Linked DNA regions of Mus musculus: region 2 is linked to region 1. Evidence: chromatin contacts called from public promoter capture Hi-C data. All regions are on one chromosome and are shown on one strand. The core of a region is the stretch at or near the end of the contact, and the rest is flanking DNA. Distances in the headings are between cores, read along the strand shown.

The links. Capture Hi-C pulls out chosen DNA fragments and counts their contacts.
Region 2: a promoter capture Hi-C map of liver shows a contact between it and region 1. The contact joins the promoter of Ifi27l2a here to the promoter of Fam181a in region 1. A contact is called at or near these places in 2 of 39 promoter capture datasets (the C10 cell line and pre-B cells), 1 of 484 Hi-C or Micro-C datasets (CD4 T cells) and 2 of 9 other capture datasets (adipose tissue and liver).

The regions. Positions count from the first base shown.
Region 1 is chr12:103,313,671-103,316,291 of GRCm38.p6, reverse strand. It overlaps Fam181a (family with sequence similarity 181, member A), which reads right to left and starts at 1,333. Exons shown (of 2, transcript NM_001195726.1): 1 at 1,222-1,333; 2 at 1-520. The coding sequence starts at 454. Gm29508 (predicted gene 29508) reads left to right here and starts at 1,523. Exons shown (of 3, transcript NR_136894.1): 1 at 1,523-1,777.
Region 2 is chr12:103,442,348-103,444,968 of GRCm38.p6, reverse strand. Ifi27l2a (interferon, alpha-inducible protein 27 like 2A) reads left to right here and starts at 1,289. Exons shown (of 4, transcript NM_029803.3): 1 at 1,289-1,342; 2 at 1,458-1,487; 3 at 1,976-2,137; 4 at 2,586-2,621. The coding sequence starts at 1,336.

The DNA.
Region 1 (2,621 bases), core at 84-2,583:
CCATTGGGTAGCTGAGAGTGGGCCTTGGCTCCTCCCAGAACGAGGCGGGCAGCTGTCTCTTCCTCATGGGAACCTGGCCGGGTCTAGCAGCCTCTGGATTCAGCCCCCGGAAGCCCTGATCCTTAGAAAGGCATTCCTCCCTAAAGGGGGTCCCCAGGGCCTTTTCTGTGCAGCTCCCACCCCCACCGGGGCTGGATTGGGGACAGGGATGGAGGGGTGGCCGTCCAGGCCTCTCTTCAGGTCCCCTCTGCAGGTGGGGCTCTGCCACCCTGCCAGGCAGGCCCCTAGGGAGCCGCGAGTACTTCTGAGAGAAGCGCTTGAGTTGCTTCTGCAGGTACTTGCGATGGTCCACAGAGCGGCGGCAGGGTGCGGACTTGTCCAGGGCCGCCTTGATGTCACTGGACGCCAGGTTGACAAAATTCAGAAGCATCTTCACGTCACTGTCAGCTGCCATCACCACGAGAACTGTGCAGGGCTTTCCATGAAGAGCATGGGCTCTGGAGGAGCGCACAGGGCAGACCTAGGGAACACAATGAATGCAATAGGCAGCAGGAGTCTCTCCAGGGCAGTTACGCCTTCCCCAGGGCCACCAGGACCCAATGCACACATCCTCCATTCTTCTGTCCCAAACAGAATCCACAATGGGGCTGGTGAGTCGTTATTCAGCACCTTTTGACTATCTGAGATGAGACAGGTGTCAACTATCTCATTCAGTCTTCTGGGGCCTGTTGCCCTCTTCTGGAAGTCAAGGCTCAGAAACTGCAAACACCTTGCTCAAAGCCACCCAGCTACAAGTGGCATTGCTGGGGCTACATTCCCAGTTGGTCGCATCTCCCACACATCGTGAAGGCCAGCGCGCACGACTCACCATTCAAGTTTTTATTTTCAAAGCCAAAGAAATCCTCTAAAGAAGGCCAAGCCCCCTTCCCCCTCCTTGGTGGTGGCCTTCCCCTCCCACCACCCCGCCCCCTCCGCAGTCCCCACGCTCCACCCCCAACTCTCACACAGGGCCAGGCAGGATCTCTGTCTAGCACTTAATCTAGACCTGCCTTCAAGGCTCATCCCTGCCGGCCGCAGGGACTCCCCTGTAGAAGCATCTGCAGCAATTTCATGCCTCCTCGGCCACCACCCACAGTACTGTGCCCCTCCCCCAAGGCTCTAGTCCGCTCACGCCCTGCCCTCCACCCAGCCAGGCCAAACCACTTGGGACTCCGTACTGACCGAAGGTGAAGGCCAGGGCCCCCCGCCAACGTGGCCGGCAGGTTCCCCACCGTAGACCCCCGCAAGCCTGACGAGCTGGCGTGCAGTGAGCTCCGTGCAGGCTGAGAAGCAGTTGTGCACAGCCCTTGAGTGGGCTGAATGGAGGACAAGTCCGGAGCTGGGGGGCCCTCAGGCCAATCAGGAGCGCCTCTCCAGATACAAAGCATCCCAATCAGGCGGCGGAGCCCCGGTCCCACATTCTTTGCCGTCACAAATTGTCACCATGGGGACCATCACAAAAAAAGACAGCTCCCAAATGCAATCATTTCCCGGTAAATTTCTACCCTTCAGCCCCACTTTTCTCCAGTCTCCATACCCACTCCTCCCCTTGACCTCAGTAACCTGGTTTCTTGAGGTGTGTGTGTGTGTGTGTGTGTGTGTGTGTGTGTGTGTGTGTGCGCGCAAAAAGTATTCAGGATCAAGGAGGGCTGGGCACAGTGAGACAGGCACCCAACCTTCCCCAGATACTTCAGGTCTCCAGCTGCCATGCTCCAGTGCAGACAGACAATCGGATGGGGTAAGCCGGAGTGGGCTGCTTTTCCTCTGCCCTTGAGTGTTGAGTGTGCATTCTCTGACTCTGTCTCTGGCCTCGTGTCTCTCACCTCTTTCAACCGTCCTTCCTGAAGGGTCCCCCTGGGATGGATTTGAGAGGTGCACTGATGTGGGGAAAGGTAGCCCTGGCGGGCTGGCTGAGGGGTGCTGGGATATCCATGGGAAGGGAGCCGAGGCTCTCAGGAATCTTGTCTTTATGTTTGCTTCCTCAATTGAGCTGCACAAAGCCTGAATTGCCCATTCAGTGCGGCCGGACAAAAGGGTGGCGTTGCACGGTCCCCTTGCGTTTGTAGTCAAACAGTTAGGGACTTAAATCGAGTCGTCATGATGGAGAAAGAGGTGGACAAAGCCCATAGAATTGCCATCAGCAAACATTTTCCTGTGTCATATTAGCTAGTCTCCATGGCTCCCCCTGGCCCAGGGACAATGGCACAAGTTTGCACACTTGGCTACTGTCACCGTGCCAACGCCGGCAGGGCTGCAAGCAGGGCCGCTCAGTTGGAGCAAGTGAGGGAGCCCAGGCTGCCGTGGCCCTGCCCATCAAATGCCCAGAAAGAAGGTGAGGCTGAGAGCAGCCCGGTGAAGGAGAACTGTCTGGGAAGTGCTCCCGGGCAGGGTCTCCATGCTAGCCAGCTCAGTGGACCCCCGCAGGTCCACTTTCCTCCCCTTTCCCTGTCTTTCTGTCATCTTCTTCTGTCTCCGACTGCATAGTGGCCCACAGCTTCATACCACAGGCATGGTTGCATACCCTGACTTAGGAGTGGCACCAAGAGACATCTGCTGTAGGGATGAGGCACCTGTCTAGAGTA
Region 2 (2,621 bases), core at 40-2,539, 130 kb before region 1:
CTCCCTGGAAGGTAAGGCCCATGGACGTTCCCCCAAGCTTGTTTTCCCTGATCTCTAAAAATACAGCCAGAAAGAAGCTCTTTGTTCTCTATAGCCAGCCAAAAGCCTTTTTGTTTCTGTGCCTTACAGCCAGAGATGCAATAATTGTAGGAAGATCTACAAGGACATGGAGATAGACACCTGAGAGGAGGCTGCAGCTCACTGCCTTCCCCCCCCCCCCCCACCAGAAAGGAGCTGTAGCCAACTCTCCTCCCAGCTCTCCTCCCAACTCTCCTCCTCCCAATTCCTTCCTGATAGACACCTGAGAGGAGGCTGCAGCTCACTGCCTCCCCCCCCTTCCCCCCCCCCCCCCCCCCCCGCCAGAAAGGAGCTGTAGCCAACTCTCCTCCCAACTCTCCTCCTCCCAATTCCTTCCTGATAGACACCTGAGAGGAGGCTGCAGCTCACGCCCCCACCCCCCCTCGCCAGAAAGGAGCTGTAGCCAACTCTCCTCCCAACTCTCCTCCCAACTCCTTCCAACTCCTCCCATTTCCTCAGCTAGCTGTTAAAAGCCCCCTCCTGTCAGTGCTCAGGGTCGAACTCCCCTGCGCTGCATGGCAGAGGGACTTCATCCTCAGCTAGCTGATAAAACCTCTTGCAGTTTGCATCAGGTGTGGGTCACTGGGGTGCTGTCCAGCTCATCCCGGGGACTCGAGTGCAGGCCCAGCTTCAGGGGTCTTACATATACATATATATTTGGATTTTTATGTATGAATATACCTTGATTTATGACTGTCTTCATTCTGCTATAAGAAAAACCTTATCAAAATTTTTACTGTGTGGGTACATGACCTTTTGGGTAACCTAAGCTAGTCAGCCAGCCATAGCTCCAAAATGATCTCTCAACCTCTGTCAGGTGAAATGGTGATTTTTGGGCCCACATTATTCTTCCTGAGTTTGTTTATTCTGTAGGTGTTTCTTATTTTTTTTTAGTTTCCATTTCATAGCAAACACAGGTTTTGTCTTTGTAGTCTTCTTGCTCATCCTAGTACTCTCTCTCTCTCTCTCTCTCTCTCTGTGTGTGTGTGTGTGTGTGTGTGTGTGTGTGTGTGTGAAGGAGAGAGAGAGAGAGAGAGAAAGAGAGACAGAGTTCAGGAAAGATGTAAGCAGGTGGGTGGAGGACTGGTTTCAAACCCTCCCCCAGATTGTTTTCAAACTTCCCCTTTAGCTTTCAAACCTCTCAAAGGGGCGGACCCTGTCCCTATTGGTTCCCAGTACAAGCCTCTTCTTCTCTCCCCAGATATAAGCCACTCCCTAAGTTCTTCCTATGCTCTGCTGCTACCAGGAGGACTCAACATGTTGGGTGAGTAGCCCCCCTGCCCCGAGTGAGCTGGGAACGGGGATGCCTGAGCAAAGCCACCAAGAAATCCCTGCCATCAACAAACTCTAACCTTCTCTATCCATCCATCTCTCTATAGGAACACTGTTTGGCTCTGCCATAGGAGGAGGTTTGTCTCTGCTCCTGAGGGTGAGGTGGTGGGGTACCATTTGTGCTTTAGATGGGTACCATTCCTGCTGCCTGCTACTGCTGGATTCTGGAGCTGCCTGGGTGCAGAGCAGGGCCCTGGGCTGTGCTAAATCTACTCTAGGAATGAGCTTAAGATTTCTGCCCAGCTGCCCCTCCAGGCCTCATATATGATGAGCAGCAAGTAGATGAATGTGGAGAAGACAGGGAGCGGCAGCTGCTGAACACTGCAGGGTTGTATTTAACCCTCACAACCCCAGGCCCAGTGAAGGATGATTCTTCTCAAGCCTGGGAACACCACGGCTCTGTCACATCCTCCACTGACCCCTTTGCCTCCACCTTGCTCCCCTTCTTCTTTACTTTGGGATCCCCTTCCATGCTCCTCAGAATAGAAAGTCCCCAGAAACAGTCAGGGAATTGTTGGGTGGGTCATTTCCCTGAGCCTACCTCACCCAGCTCCTCTCCCTACAGCTCTGGCTGTGGCAGGGGCACCTGTGGCCCTGGCTGCCATGGGCTTCACTGGGACAGGCATTGCAGCTGCCTCCATAGCAGCCAAGATGATGTCTGCTGCAGCAATTGCCAATGGAGGTGGAGTTGCAGCAGGAAGCCTGGTAGCCACACTCCAATCAGCAGGTAAGTGTCAGGCCAGGCAAGATGACCAGAGTCCAAGACAAGGATGGTGACACCTTTCCTCTCCCTCCAGCCCCACCTTCTTAAGTGACCTGTGTCTTCTAGTTCTGTCCCTACTTTTTGATTTATTCTGAGTTAGGTGGGGGTGTGTGGGCTTTGGGTGAAAGGTGCTGAATGGCTAAAGTAGGGAGGAGTCTGAGGCATGCTACTTGTGCTCTGAATCTTCCCTGAGTGTTTTTTTCTACAATGAGTACCCCTCTGTCCTGCTATAGAGAGAGCATCTCTGTGGATAGCTCTCTGTCCTATATTCCACTTGGCCCGCATCTGTCTTCTCCTTCTGGTTCATTTTAAATAGCTCTGGCTGAAGCAAAGCCCTAAGGTTCCCATAGAAATTGGGTGGGCATCTCTGAGCATCAGGTCACTGCCTGTCACTGCACTGTCTCCTTCCCAGGGGTCCTTGGACTCTCCACATCAACAAATGCCATCC